Regions from separate parts of the Sus scrofa genome. Here region 1 is linked to region 2. A link is a contact called in public HiChIP or PLAC-seq data. All regions are on one chromosome and are shown on one strand. The core of a region is the stretch at or near the end of the contact, and the rest is flanking DNA. Distances in the headings are between cores, read along the strand shown. Region 1 overlaps GNAI2 (G protein subunit alpha i2). Region 2 holds the start of FAM212A (PAK4-inhibitor INKA1).

Region 1 (7,593 bases), core at 1,419-3,918, 390 kb after region 2:
AGGTGTCCTCTGAGTAACCCTGAAAAATTAGTCACATTTGCCAGGATCAGGCATTGGGCTTGGGGGTGGGAGGCAGAGGAACCAACTCACCAAGGGCACTGAGGTAAGAAGTCCTGGCCTAAGTTCCCAAGCCTTTGAGTGGATGATGATTCCTGGCCTGGGGGAGGAAGTCTTAACTTCCTTAGACCAGTTCTTAGGGTTACACAGACCTGAGTTCAAATCCCAGCTCCACCTAGTGTACTGACTGAGAAACCCAGCAACAGGTGAGATCTCGGTAGATGACCTGCTCTCCAGCTATAACCTGGGACCAGGTGCCTGCCTGCAGCCCAGGTGTTGTGGGGAAAGCACACCAAAGCCTGGACGTATGAAAACAGGTGAGAGACCTTCTGCTGTCTCCTGCAGAGCTGAGAGTTTGGTGGGGGTGGTGTCCCCAGCCTGGAGGCTGCCTGGCCACAGTATGGGGGCCCTGGGAACCCCCTCCGTGGCCCTTGGCAGCTGGTCACAGCAAGTGGGAGACATTTGGTGCCATCTGGAGTGGCACGTTGTCTTGGGGACCTTCGGCCCAGCTTCTGGGGGCTGAGCCACCTTCCGGGGGGGTCTGGGGTTGAGGGTGTGGCAGGGCCCTGGCTACCAGGTGGGCTGGTACTCAGGCTGGCCTCCAGCCTCCCTTTTCTCCTCAAAGCTTTCCCACTCCCACCCTCCTGCCATCCGCCATCCTGCCTGGAGCTCATTAGCACTTGAATGGGAGGCGGGGCAGCTTGGGCCTCTTGAGTCTCTTCTTCCCACCCCTCCCCCAGGCTAGGCTAGGCTTTGTCTTCCAGGGCCAGTGGTGCAGCCCTGGGGCTCCCAAGCTAGGGAGGGAGTAGGGGGTCTAAGCCATTTCTGACCCCCTCTGGCTGGGTCCTGCCTTGTCCCACTGGGCTCCGCTCCCGCCCATGACTCCAGTGTTGGTGCAGCCAGTAAAAGTCGTACCTCTAGGATAGGAGTGAGAGTGGGTCCTTCAAGGGATAGCCCTGAGCTGGGAGACTGGGCAATTCAAGGTGGTTTTACAAAGAAGGTGACACAGGAGCTCAGCTGAGGGCATCTCATTGAGGGGTAGGAGTGGAGAACCCCAGACAGAGGGCAGAGCAGGTGGTGAGGACAGAGGGAATGCCTGCCGCTGTGGCTGGAGGTGGAAGTCAAGCCAGCTGGGGAGCTTAGGCTTGCCAGGCCCTGAGGCAGTTGAGCCACCCACTGTGCTTGAGTTGAAGCCTAGGCTGCCAGATGGGGCTTGGCATGGTCCAGGACCCCTTCGGGCGTGAACAGCCATTCAGGGTTGGCCCTGGGCTGGCCTGCGGGGCCACCCGGTAGCATCACTGGTATCCTAGGCTTGCAAACTGTTGCCTAGTGACAGCAGGTAATGCTGGGCATGGGGCCTGATGGGTTCCCAGTGAGGTCCTAGGCTCCAGCACCGCAGGGGCTGGTGCATGGGGCAGGTTGGGTCACAGGCCGCACACTGGTCCTGTACACTCTGCCCTTGGTCTCAGTCCCTGGTTGTCTCTCTCGGTCTCGGTCTGTCTCTCTAAAAGGCATCCCTTTTGGCAGAAACAGGATGGAGGAAATGTCCGCATAAGCTCTTAGCCTCTGAGTGATCAAAACTTGTCCCACCACATCCCCAGCAGAGGGCGAGACAATCTGAGTCTGAGTGCTGCCTCCCTGGCAGGATGGGGCAGATGGGGGCAGGGCCCAGGCCAGCTTTGGGCTCAACCTCCCAGTATCTCGGGGCAGGAGAGTCCTAACCTCCAAGTTCAGAGTGGGGAAGGTGTCAGCAGATTTTGGCCAGGCCTCAGCTGATGGGACCTGCCTAAGAAAGCCCTGGGGAGGGCAAGGACTAGGCCCTTTGGTGGTGGCTCTAGAGGCGGCCCCTCCCTCAGCCACAGGTGCAGGGTGGGGCCCCCTCTGCCCAGCCCCACCCCTCCTCTCCAGCCCGCCAGCCTGGAGCTCTTGTTCTTACTAAACCCCAACCCACTCCACCCTCACCCCAATGCTGCTTCTTGGGGCTACAATCATCTTGGTTTGGGAGGAATAACCTCCCCAGAATAACCACACATTCTCTTGGCTGGGCCAGGCCTTCAGTCCTGGGCTTCTGTGTATACTTCCAAGGCTTGGCAGTAAGTGCCGGGCCAGTTTGAGCCAAAGCCCGAAGGTGGGATCATATAAGGCTTGTGAGAAGGTATCCTTGTGGCTTGGAGGATTCCAGAGTGCCAGGGTGCTACAGCAGCACTTACTGTGCGCTGGGCTGGAGGAGGGGCAGTGAGGTCTGCATGGCAGGGCTGGGCCTCTCGGGGAAGTGGTGTCCACACCGGAGGAAAAGGAGGAAGCAGCTGGAGGAGGAGGAGCTCAAAAGAGGAAGAGGCCAGAGGGCTGCTCACACTCTGCACTGGGGTGGGGGGGTGTGAGCCAGGTCATCTGGGGGATTAGAAGGTGAGCCCCACCTGTGCAGGCGCATCTGCATATCTCCCTGGGCCACCCTACTGGTAGTCACTGGGTTGGAGTTAGTCCGCACAGCTCTGACCCTTGTCTTGCCCCAGCAATCACTGGATCCAGGATCTCAGAGAAGGTGGCCCCTCTGAAGAGGATTCCAGGCCCCTCCTCTGACCACAGGAAGTGGTGGCTGGGAGAGGGACGCCGACTGGGGGTGGCTAGCAGGAAAACAGAGGGCTGCTCCTATGTTCCCAAGCGGCCATTGCCCTCCAAAGCCGGAAGGCCGGCTGCAGGCCCAGATGAATGCCCGGAAATGGAGCAGCAGCCCTGGGATTAGCTCACTCTGGGTTTCCCCTGTCTATGGGTAGACAGAGGGGCCCTTGATCCAGCCTAAGGATTCCCCCTGTTACTACCCACTGGGCCTGGGGGTGCTTTCACTGGGCCTCAGTTTCCCCTCTCGTGACAACAGCAGCTGCCTCTCATTAAGCCTTGACTATCGCATAGGGCTGTGAGGCTGGGACTGACATTTTATCCATTTCGTTCATGTGGAAACTGAGGGTCAGGGACATTACGTGACTCACCCAGTAAGCAGAGATACCAAAACATGACCCAGGTGGTGACTCTGAGCGCCTGCCCCCAACTCCTGTAGCCCCTCAGAAGTCTCTGCCCAAGTGGCAAGAATTGGTCAGTCAGGATGACAGACAGATGCTGTGGGTCCTGGTCCATGTCCCCTCACAGTAATACTTAGGTCATAGTCAGGCAACTTAGTGCTTCGCTTTGTCCCTAACATGCTTGTGCCTTCCACCCCCACCCCCCACCCCCCGCCCAGGCTCAGGAGACCAGGGCTGAGGAAGGCTCAGAGACTGTCATGGTCCAGCATGGGGACCCCTGAGCCTGGTCTCAAGACCATGAGTTGTCCAGATGGGGAGAAGGGAGAAATGTCCTGCAGGGAGCCCCCACTAAGAAAGAGCAAAGGCTGTGGTGCGCCCGTGTAAGGTACAAGGTGGTGATTGATGTGTCCATGCTGTGAGTTGGCCACAGCATGAGAGGTGTGGGGAGACTGGCCCTCATGCTTCTTGGCCTCCAAAACCCAAGTTTTCCTGCCTTGTCCTCCCCACAGAGGTTCCCAGAATTCTGCTCTAAGTTGTCAGGCCAAGAGCTGAGGAGCCTAAGAGGCTTAGGAGAGCTACAGCAGAAGCAGTAGATGCATCAGGGTCTTAGTGGGCTCTGAGGTCACTCACAAAGCTGAGAACATGCATCCTCATGGCCAGTCAAGACTTCGGGTCCCAGAGGGCCCACTCCCCACTTTCCTCACCATGTGACCTCAGGCTGTCCTTTCCTATCTCTGTGCCCATCCCTGGGACCTATGATGTCATATTTCTCAGCATGGCCCATGGCTTGTGGGCACATAGACAAACCTTGGGCTTGGACCCTGGAGCAGTTTGGGGTGGGTGTGAAGGCCCAAGGGAGGCTCCTCTTGGCAGGCGTTGGGCTTGGTACCCTCCCTTGTGGGGTACTTTTCGTAGATTGGGCCATGAGGCCCAGGCATGGGCATCTCACCCAAGGTCTGCCACCATGAATGAGGAGAGGTAGGAGTTCCCATGTGGGTCAGTAGGTTAAGTATCTGGTATTATTGTCACTGCAGGGGCCCAGATTGCTACTGTGGCACAGGTTTGATCCTTGGCCCAGGAACTTCCACATCCCCTGGATGCATCCCCCAAAAAGGAATTCCCGTTGTGGCTCAGTGGGTTAAGGATCCGACTAATATCCATAAGGATGTGGGTTTGTTCCCTGGCCTCACTCAGTGGGTTAAAAATACGGTGTTGCTGTGAGTTGTGGCATAGCTTGCAGATGCAGCTCGGATCTAGCATTGCTGTGACTGTGGTGTAGGCCAGCTCCGGATTCAACCCCCAATCCGGGAACTTACAAATGCTGCAGTTGTGGCCCTAAAAAGAAAAGAAAAAAAAAAAAAAAAAAAGTAGGAGTTCCCAGTGTCGATCAGGGGTAATCACCCTGACTAGTGTCCACGAGGATGTGGGTTCAATCCCTGGCTTCACTCTATGGGTTAAGGATCTAGTGTTGCTGTGAGCTGCAGTGTAGGTCGCAGATGGTGTAGGTCACAGACGCAGCTCAATCCCACATTGCTGTGGCTGTGGTGTAGGCCAGCAGCTGCAGCTCTGCTTTGACCCCTAGCCTGTAACTTCCATATGCTGCAAGTGCAGCCCTAAAAAGGAAAAAAAAGAGAGAGAGGTAGAAGTTATTTAGATTCTTTACAGCCGCACTTGTGGCACATGGAAGTTCATGGGCCAGGGATCGAACCCTCACCTCCACAGAGCTTATACTGGATCTTCAACCTGCTGCGCCATGGCAGCAACTCCCAAAATCTTTGGGTTTTTGGGGTTTTTTTTGTCTTTTTTTTTTTTAGGGCCGCACCTGCGGCATATGGAGGTTCCCAGGCTAGGGGTCAAATCTGAGCTGTAGCCGCTGGCCTACACCAGAGCCACAGCAATGCGGGATCCAAGCCATGTCTGTGACCTACACCACAGCTCACGGCAACGCCTGATCCTTAACCCACTGAGCAAGACCAGGGATCGAACCCACAACCTTTTGGTTCCTAGTTGGATTTGTTTCCTCTGAGCCACGACGGGAACTCCCAGGAACTCCCAGATTATTTGAAAACAGCAAAGGCAGTCCTTAAATGAAGCATCAGGAAGAGAGGTATGCCAAATGGCCTGGCTCCTTGCATGACCTGGGCCCAGTGCAGCATCACTCCTGTGTCCCAAGGGGCCAATGATGAACAGGCCTCGGGGCCTCCTCTCCTCTGGAGTGTCCTTCCTTACCCAGTATCTCACTTTCCCTCTGTACAGTGGGCAGGGTCCCACTGAGGGTGACAGGGCCCTACCCTGGGGAGGCCTCTCCCTTGCACTGAGAACTCTGAGTTGGCAGTGGCCGGCCAGGCCCTGGTTGTTAGTGCCTTGCTGGTCAGCATCATGAACTCCTGGAAGCCGCTGGAGGCTTCCCAAGTTGACAGAGTAGAGGGAAGGAGGTGCCCTGTTTCTTGGGGCACCTGGGGGAAGGCGAGACCACACATGTGGATGGGGATGTCGCAGGGTCAATCCGAGACCGACATCCCTGCCCTTCGTAGTGGCACACCCAGGCTGAGCCTCCTTGGAGGGAGTGAGGGGGCCAAAGAGGGGCACCTGGAGGAAGGAAGAGACGCCAGGGGCGGGCCTTGGAGGGCCTTTGTCTGGCGGGCCCTCTCCCCCTTCCTCCCATTCCCATTGTTCCCTGGTGTGCCGCGTCTCAGCAGGCTCCTGGCTTCCCAGGCTCGGGAAGGGGCCACGGGTGAGGCACCTCCCCCAGCTGCTCGTTGCCGGGACTGCTTTTCAGAAACAAATGCTCCCCTGCGCCGCCCAGCCCCCACCTCCACTGGGTCTCTGGCTGCCGGGCTCCCCCTGGTGGTGGCGGCTGGGACCCTAAGGCTGCAGGGGAGCGGAGGGAGCTACCGCGGCCCTGAACCACAGACTGGGCGGGAGAGAAGACGTGGCACCTTCCCGGGGTAAGAGTGGGAGGTGGTGCCTGGGCTGCCTTTGGGATGGGCTTCCCAGGGCGGGATGGGCGCCCCCGCTTTCCCCCAGTGCCCCACCAGGGTAGGCCAGTTGGGGGTGTGGTGGGGGGGTGGCAGTGGGGACAGGCCTGTGCTGTGGGTTTGAGCTGGGCTGCTGCCCAAGCCTACCCTGTGGTCCCAGCCACTGCTGCTTCTGAGAATCTCTGCCCTCAGGCCTGCCACGTCAGCTGGCTGCTGTCCCTGGCCCCACATATTCCAGGGAAGCCCACCAGCACATGAGCCTCAGCCGGGCTGCCTCTCACCCAGCCTGCCCAGCCATCTGGGTGCGGAGAGTCAGCGAGCAGTGTCTGCGGTGAGGACGCAGGGCGGGCCGGAGTACCCTGCTGTGTAGGAGTGCTGGGTTGGGTTGTGTGAAAGGGAAGTGACGAACTCGGAGCAAAAAGCCTGCAAAGGAGTGAGTGGCTCTGACTCCTGTCCCAGGTTACACAAGTCCCGGCAGGGAACCGCCACTGCTGAGTCAGCTTCTTAGCCACTGGTCATTGCCCTTCACTGTACTTTGTCTGAAAGCCTCAGAAACTCGCCTTCAAAATGAGATGGCCACAGCAGGCCTCTCTGCAGGCTGTGGTCACAGTGACCTATGCAGTGTGGTCACTGTGGGTTGTAGGAAATGAGAGGTTTGGGAAAATCTGTCATCTTCCAGAGGGTAGAAAAATAGTGATAATAACTTTGATCTGAATGCTCGCCGTGTGCCAGGCACTCACCCGTCTCCTAGAAGGAGATGATGGTGGTGTCCTGTTTCACAGATGAGGTGCCAGAGGAAGGGCAGGAAGGGCCTGTGGCTCTTGGAGGTCTTAGGAAGGATGAGGGTGGGTCCAGGTCTGGACCTCCCTCTGGGAGAAGATCTGAAAGTGAGAGATGGGCCTGCTGGCCACTTGAAGCTTTGCAGCCTCTGCAGAAGGGAAACTGAGCCCAGAGAGGAAAGCAGCACATCAGGGCCTCGCAGCAGGACAAAGCCAACTGGGAGATAGAGAGTCCAGAGTAGACAGAGACAGCAGAGACCTGATGCTGGGACTTGGGATCAGCATCAAGCTTTTGGACCAGTGGCCCCGTCTCTGCTGCAAAGGCCCTGCTAGCCTTGTTCAGGCAGGTGGAGCTGTTTGTTCTCCCTTCCCCCATGTGTTCCCTCCTCTGTTGAGACCCAGCATTCACAGAGTGGAAGCAGATGTTCTAACACAGAGCAGCCGCTGTCACCCAGCACATCATAGCAATTACTGCCCGCCAACTGGGGGCCCAGCAGCTGCACCCCAGGGCAAGGGCTGCAGAGGTTGCTTCCTTGGTGGGATGAAATATGGCCCAGTGGGAAGTCTTAGGCCACCCCAGGGAGCCTCTGCGGGTCCTTCTGGTCTCCCTCAGCTGGAAAAGGAGTGCCTGGTGGGCCCCCTGTAGGTAGGAGATCTGCCATCTCCTAGTGACTGAGTTCCCCTACCAAGCACCTTTGCCACAACCCAGAACCAGCGAAAGCCCCCTCCTCTGAGGGCAAGGTACAGGGCTGGCTGGGGAGA
Region 2 (7,536 bases), core at 4,515-7,014:
AGGGAACTAGGTGCACAATGACAGTGGCTGTGGTGCTGAGGTGGGGAATGGAGGGACCCGCATCAGCCACACGGATCAAGAGCTCATAAGTACGAGGTTGCTCTGGCCAGGGGGCCGCCAACATGAGGTCACTGTGCACCAGGATGGCTCCTTGCAGGCTGAATCTGCTCTGACTATTCCCTGAAAAGAGAGTTACAGAAGAAGGGGGCCATTGCTGACCTTGGCCTGCCCTTTACCCAAAGCCTGGTTGCCCTCATGGCCCTCACCTCCCACGATGCTATAGGAGAAAGCCAAGCGCTGTGGCTCTTGGGGGACTCGACATGACACCTTGGTCACCTCCATGCTACGGCCCGGGTGGGGGTGGATGGTGAGTTCCTGAAATGGGGGCTCACACTCGGGGGTGTGGTCATTCACGTCCTGCAGGAAAGTAATCAGATCAGTCCCCAACCCCCAGGCCAGCCCCTCAGCCTCCTCCCACCACAGCCAGAATCTCAGAGTCAGGCAACAGACTCCAAAGCTTTCCACAGTGAGGCCCCAACCCTCTCCAGTCAACCAATGAGGAAACAGAGGCACAGAGTGGAAGATCATAATGCCAGAGGGAGATCTGAACTCTTTCCAATTCTTCCATGGCCTCAAGGCTCAATTACCTCAACTTCAATGGTAATGGTGCAGGAGCCTGAGTGGTTGCAGGTGGGGTCCTGATCTTGGCTATGGTCAGTCAGCAGGACAGTGAGCCTGTACAACTTCTGCAGCTCATAATCCAAAGGCCCCAGGAGGCGAACCTCCCCTAGAAGGGGTGGCCACAGCCTCAGCCTTCAAAGTCAACTCTGGCTCCACCCCTCCATCCCAGCCCTGGGGTGGAAGTACCACTGAGACGGTCCACAGCAAAGGTGGCGGACCAGCCAGAGATGTAGTACTCGATGCTGTTGTGTGGGTAATCCATGTCCGTGCCCACGACAGAGCCCAGCAGCGTGTAGGGCCCTGCATCCTCACGAACCCGGAATGTGCGTGGGACACAGGCTGGGGAGAACTCATTGACAGGTGTTACCGTCACCAGTACTGGCACCTCAGCTGGAAGCCATTTGGCAGTTAGGGAGCTGGCATGGGATGCTCAGCCCTGCCCTGGGGTCTGAGGAGGGAGATGTGGCCCTGACCTGGCAGGTTAAGGAGGGTAGAGTCTCTGGAGGGAGGGAGGGAGTCTTGGAGAAGAGAGAAGTGCCTCACCCAGGGCTTTTAGTGGAGACAACCCTGATCTATTGGTTTCTGAGGGCAGAGAGATGACCTTGTCCTGAGGAGCGGGAGAGGGGTACAGAACAGCCCTGTCCTGGATGTCCAGGCCTGGGTATGGTCACTCACTGGTCATCAGAGGCTGACCATTATCAAGAACCAGGATGGAAGCTGCATGCTGAAAGCAGGTACCAGGAGTGTCACAGTCCAGTGTGGCATTCACCTAGCCAGAGGGGCCAGAGAGTGAGGCCCAGCCAAGGCCTGGGAGAACCTTGAGCCACACTGAGCTGCCTCAGGCCAGGGTATTCACAGACAGCCTACCGTGAACCTCTGTCTTCCAGACTGTAAAGCATGCCGGCCCCACCACCATCTCCTTCCCCTCATTGCCTCAGTTCCCACAGACCACTGGCCCACCCTCCTTCCTGTCCCTGCATGTGGGTCTAGAAGCAGGGACTGGGCACCTTGAGGGCTCTGTCTTGAAGGTGGAGACTGGCTGTGCCAGGGGGGCTGTGGAACAGCAGCTGGTAGTCCAGGGTGGAGCCAGGAGAGTCCGGGTCAGTGCAAGTGAAGGTATTTAGCACCGTGCCCACAGGTGTGGTCTCAGGGATTTCAGTCCTGTGAGCAGAGGGCCCGCGGCAGGGTGGGAGCTGGGGCTGGCTGGGCAGTGAACCATGGCTCTTGCCCCAACAGCCAAGGTAAGACTCCCTTGTACTCACACCAGCAGCGCTGGGAGGCAGCGTGGGGGCCAGCGGTTGACCGAATGCACGTACACCCAGAGATCAAGCTCGGCGCTGGCCCACGTCTGGAACCATTCAAAGGCCTTCACCTGCAGCCTAGTGACACCGGCGCCTGGGGCTTGCGCCAGCTCCAGGGGCGTGGTAGTCCGGACCACGCCATCAACTGGGCAGGGTGGGAGGGTGGGGGAGGCAGAGTTCGGCCCCGCCCCCAGCTCAGTCCTGCCCCCACCCTCCCATGGGTCCACTGGTGGAAGACGGTGCAGGGACTGATCACCCCGCCGCCTCCTCCAAGGCTCGCTTCTAACTTCAGGTCCCCAAACACAACCTCGCCCCAGTTTCTGCCATTTCTGAGAAGAGCAAGGAGGTAGTGCAGGTCACCTGCAGACCAGCAGCAAAGGCATCCCCATACCCGCCCTCCACACCCCTCACCGCGACCGATGGAAAAGAGCCCGCAGGGCACTGGAGAGAGGATTTCATATCGCACATCAAAGCCCTGGGCCTGGAGCTGAACCACCTTACTCCCAGGGATCAGGTTCTCAGGAATGGTGATATTCTGGGCTTGCTTCCTGGACCAAAATGAGGGCACTGGCTCTGACCTGCTCCCTCCACTTCTGGGGCTGTCCACAGGCCCCTCCCCTGAGTCTTCCCTGGTAAGGAGCTAGCTGACCCCACACCTAACCCTACTCCTAATCCCCTGGGGCTAGGACCTGCCTTCCCCAGTATTCCCCAAGGTAGGAGAGCCTTACAGGAAAGAGACCTGGCTGGAGGCAACAGGCAAAACTTTCACAGTCAGCATCCCATGGCAGCTTTGGCCTTGTCCAAAGGTCACCAGAATCTGAAGCTGGAAGACCTGCGGTGCACGCAGAATGGGAAGGGAACCATGGTGTGTGTCCACCTATGTCTGCACCTAGACTCTCCTTCAAATAGGCAGCTCCCCTTTAAGATCTCCACAAGGAACCCCGACACTCACTCACTCTGCCGACAGATATTCCTTTGAGTCTCACTCTTTTTCTCTTAGGATTTAAACAGCCCCCAAGAGAGTAAATTCTGATCATCTTAGAGTTGCTAAGAGCCAGTCACTAAGACATGGAAGTTTTAAAGAAGGAACTTCTCTAACCTCTTCCAGACTACACTAGCCACAGGGCCCAGAGCTTTCTTTCCCTGTGGGACTGCTCAGAACTTTCTCCCTTCTCTTGGAGGCGCTGTAGGCTTCTGAAGCCAGGGATCCCTCTTTTTTCTAGAACCCCAGAGCCCAGCACAGAACCAGGCTAAGGCGGGAGGACAGCCAGCATGGGGCAGCAGGTGCAGGTGTGGGATATGTCTGGGAGGCAGAGGCCAGGAACAAACAAACCTCCAGCGGGTGGTGACTCTGCCCTTTTTATGGCCCAATTCATGGATATCTCCAGGTCCCAAGTCATGCTCACCTTTAAAGCCTGGCCTCTGAGGCCCTGGGATGGTGACCGCAGCCAACCCTGCCCATCAATGGAGAAAGGTCCAGGAAAGTATGGAGGGTCCTGGGCACTGGTGATGCTCATCTGACAGGAGAGAGATCCTGGAGGCCCCATTCCCAGTCCCCAGCCCCCACAAGCATCCCTGTCAAAATCCCCCAACAACTCAGCAGGTACTTGCCTGCACTCAACTCTCTACCTTGACACAGACACTTCCTCTAACCTGGGCTCCCCCTGGACCTGATCCTCAGTCCTCTCTTTTAAACCAATTATGTTGTTTTTTCTTTGGATTACAAAAATGATACAGAATTTTCATGGAGAATTCAAAACACACAGAGAACTTTTAAAGAACTCAGTCCCTGAGATGTCCCTATAGGAACAGCCATAATCACTGGGGTGGGGTGGGGATGGGCAACCCTCAGAGGCTCTCTCCAAAGGACATGCATCATGCAGAGACTCAGCTGTAAACTAGAGTCCCCCTGCAGGCTATGCTTGGCCAGACAGGGGCTGGGCTTGGTCTCCCCATCCCTCCTCCATCCTGCCCTCCCACTACTACCCATGTGCAGGGCTTACCTGGGCTCCCTGGAATTCCAGGCCTGGGAGCAGCAGAGTGTACAGCAGGGCCCCAGGTGTAACTGTTTCTGGCACCTGAATGATTTCCCCAGCTGGCCAGAGGGGAGGTCAAGGAGGCTCTGCTTAGGCCATGCCTGCCCATACCCCCTTTCTGCTGCCCCTGGTCTCACCTGGGCTGGCAAATCGACCAGCACACTGGATGTGGCCAGGGTCCCGCTGAATATCCACAAAGAGTGGTCCTTCCATCACATGTTTGCCACATGTGAACTTCAGCTGCAGCTCATAGTGGTTCACTGTCAGGGCATCCAGCCGGGCCATGCTGCTCAAGGTCATCTGCAGCAGGTGGGCAGTGCCATATGGGACCTAGGTTCTCCATTCCCCTATACTACCGCTGGCTTAATGAATTTAGTGTCCACCTTTATTTCCCCAATGTCCCCAGCTGTGCCCGTGACCCTACCTTGCCCACATAGATCCCCTGCCACCTGGTGAGGCTGGGTGGGTTGAAGAAGGTGGTGGGTGGCTTCACATGGAGCAACTCCAGGGTGGGTGTGTGTAAAGAGCAGTTGAAGGAGAAAGAGTGAAGGATGGTGCCAGGTCCCTGGCTCTCAGAGACATTTATGAACCAGGGCAGGCAGTGATGATCTGTGAGGAAGAGACAATTCAGGCTGGAGGCTCTCCATGTTCAAGCAACCATATACACAAGCAGAGTCCTTCCCTTCTGCCTTAGGGCCTAGCCACATCTTGGGGACAAGCAGAAGTCTTTCCTTGTCTCTCACATCTAACCACAAGTCAGATCATTTCACAGACTAGGAGTGAGAACTTGGTTGAAGAAGAAGCAAAGATAAGGAATGAGGGCCAGAGGTTCAGATCTTTGTCCTTTCCTGGCTTCCTTCCCCCAGCCCCTGCCCTCCATGGGAGCTTATCTGAAAGGGGTCAGGACTCCACTGTGGAGTGAGGGAGGTGAGAACTAAAGTCCCCCTACCCACCAGCTCCTCACCAGAGACAACCAGAGCAAGAAGAAGCACCAGGGACCTGAGCAGCACCATAGCGGCCTGAAGATACAGACAGCAGAGGAGACTCCAGAAAGACAGACGTGTTTTTCAGGCCTGCCCCGTTGCCAGGTCAGTTGCTCAAACACAGCTGAGCAGGCGGTACTCCTGGGCCTCCAAGATTCTAGCCCCACCCATCCCTGGTGACTGAGTTCTAGACTCTACAGGCATCAAGAGGTCTGGAAATACCCATTTTTTTCACTGCTCCCAATGAATTCCCCAATTTATTACTACAATTTTGAAACAGACGTGAGAGAAGAATCAAGTTTCAGATGGGGAAACTGAGGCTCAAGGAAGTCTTGGTCACACAGTTCTTGGAGACAGAGTAAGCACAGGACCCAGGAAAACTGGGCCCAGGACCTGCTACCCCATAGCGTCTGAACTCTAGCTTCCCCCCCCATTAGAATATCACCTGCCTATAAAATCTGAGCCCAACCATCAACAAAATCTCTCAAAAGCTGTCTACATTCAACAAACAAAAGGTATCCTTGGCAATAGAAGCAAAAATAGTGGTTACTTTGGGGGACATCAACTGGAGGGGGCAAAAAGTGGCCTCCTGCCCTTACTCTCAGTGTGTATGTGGTGCCAAGCAGAGGGAACGTGAGTGTCGCGGCAGGAAGAGCAGATAACCGCGCGCTGCCCACTAGAGGGCAGCCCCGCCTAGCTTCGTACAGACGCGGGGGCTGGGCCTGGGCTCCGGCTGCTACTCCGTGGGGGCGGTGAGGTTCCGCGCTCCCGGAGTCATCCAAAGGGCCGAACCCCTTCCTGACTTCTAAGGACTGTCGAAGCCAGCCCCATGAACAGATTGAGTGGGTCAGGCCCCAAGTGGGCCACAGCACTGTCGGATGCGACTACTGGGGGCGCTCTAGCCGCGTGAGGGCGCAGCCACGGAACCCGCGCGCTGCAGGGGCCCCTGTGGGAGGGACCGCAATTCTAACCCGGGAAAAATGGAGAAGCTGAGGCTACCTCAGGGAAGCGGCTTGTCCTGAGTCTTGCAACGAATTCGGAGTCAGCTCAACCGCCCAGGACTTCGAGGACTCGGAAGCAGGACACTGCCCAGCTCTCGGCCCCTGTTCAGCCCCTCCCCCCCAGGGCTGTTGCGGAGTGGGTAGTGGGCGTCGGGTTTCCCACCCAGCTGGACCCAGGGGGCGGGGCCACATCAGCCCCGTCCCAGCCCCATTGGCTGCGGCGCCAAGGGGCGGGGCGGGGCTGCCAGATGTTGGGGCGGTGGCTGCTGCTGCGGCGGGAGCTACGGAGAGGGAGGAGCCGCTGAGCCTGGCGGAGGGCAAGGGCTCCGCTGGCCGGCCTTCCCGGCCCTCACCGCACCGCTCCTGCTGGAGTTCGAAGAGCAACTGGCAGGCCTGGCGGGGGCTCCGGCACGGGCATGCACAGCACTCGGCTTGACAGCTTTCTTGGCCAGCTCCGCTGGGAACTGGTGAGGCTTGGGAGCGGGTGTGGCTCGCTAAGACGCTTGTGGGGTGCTCGGCTGCAGTCCGGCTGGAACGACACATGGGTGGGGGGCTGTCCCGAGTGCCCATCCAAGGCAGAATGGGGGCGGGGCGGCGCAGATGGCCCACGTCGGGTTTCAGATGGTTGAGAGCTGCGCTGGGCATCAAGTAACAACCACCCAGCTGGCTGTGCTGTGCGCGGCAGAGGAAGTTGGGGGCGGGGGTGGAGGGAGAAACTTATTTGGGGCGGATGGGGGGGGAGGGCTGCGAGGGACTAAAGTGGTGCCGGTGCTGCTGTGAAAGCTTAATCCAGGCTGGCCTGTACCTCTGTCCTCTGCACCCCACCTGGCACGTGGTCTATCCTCTGAAAGACGTTGCGGGCTTTGGGGAGCCAAATCCCTAAAGAGGCATGGAGTGCCCCCCCCAGCCCTGAGCAGTCCTACTTCCCGATGTAGGCCCACAACACTGCCTCCCGCCCCGATGGCGGGTACCAACTTGCCCAGCTCAGCGTGCTGCAGCCTGCCAGACTGCCACCGGGTCCGCCAATGGAAGCCACATGAGCTTCATGTGCCAGCACCCCATGCCGGCCTTGTGCCCACTAGGGGCCTTGCTGCCTAGGCCTGCAGGCCTATCCAGCTCTCCTAGGCCTTCTGTTTTGGCATAGAACTGGCCAGGCAGGCAGGCATGAGAAGCACTGCCCCTCCGACTTCTGCCCTCTCTTCCTCCACAGCTGTGTGGCCGGGACACAGGCTCATCCCCCATGCCTGGCCCCCTTCCACCACCCCCCAAACCCGATCCAGGCGTGCGGCCCAAGCACCGGCTCAGGGTCTCAGATTCAGATGCCTTGGAAGAGGACTCAGTCTGTGGTGTGGAGGAAGAGGAGGAAGACGCTATGGTGACAGGAGACAGGGGTGCAGCCTTGGGAGGCCCCAGGGAGCATGCCCTGGACTGGGACTCTGGATTCTCAGAGGTGTCAGGCAGCACATGGAGAGAGGAAGAGCTGCCCATACTCCAGCACCCAGCACCCCCAGTATGGCCCCCTCATAGACAGCAC

What was found. HiChIP or PLAC-seq counts read pairs in DNA pulled down with a chosen protein or histone mark.
Region 1: a contact with region 2 is called in an H3K27ac HiChIP or PLAC-seq map of skeletal muscle, with 3 times the contacts expected there. The contact joins the enhancer-like site here to the promoter of FAM212A in region 2. A contact is called at or near these places in 3 of 5 promoter capture datasets (fetal liver, fetal skeletal muscle and liver), 4 of 47 Hi-C or Micro-C datasets (embryonic fibroblasts, heart right ventricle, liver and 1 more) and 2 of 2 datasets of contacts at active chromatin or transcription factors (alveolar macrophages and skeletal muscle).

Annotation. Positions count from the first base shown.
Region 1 is chr13:32,716,928-32,724,520 of Sscrofa11.1, forward strand. The region is part of intron 1 of GNAI2 (G protein subunit alpha i2); the gene reads left to right. Among named protein-coding and RNA genes, the nearest start is that of GNAI2, 7.9 kb to the left of the region's middle. Within about 2 kb of position 2,669, at least 35 of the 83 cell types and tissues checked have an H3K27ac peak or open chromatin away from gene starts, as enhancers often do. A contact at or near this core is called in alveolar macrophages, fetal liver, fetal skeletal muscle and 3 more, where this site is marked.
Region 2 is chr13:32,324,108-32,331,643 of Sscrofa11.1, forward strand. FAM212A (PAK4-inhibitor INKA1) reads left to right here and starts at 5,765. Exons shown (of 2, transcript XM_003132213.6): 1 at 5,765-6,469; 2 at 7,213-7,536. The coding sequence starts at 6,419. It overlaps CDHR4 (cadherin-related family member 4), which reads right to left and starts at 5,423. Exons shown (of 19, transcript XM_003132219.4): 1 at 4,983-5,423; 2 at 4,443-4,627; 3 at 4,156-4,318; 4 at 3,986-4,077; 5 at 3,389-3,499; 6 at 2,711-2,814; 7 at 2,394-2,530; 8 at 1,944-2,127; 9 at 1,689-1,842; 10 at 1,357-1,450; 11 at 868-1,071; 12 at 648-787; 13 at 267-417; 14 at 1-180. The coding sequence starts at 5,031. UBA7 (ubiquitin-like modifier-activating enzyme 7) reads right to left here. Exons shown (of 25, transcript XR_306784.3): 25 at 6,429-6,531.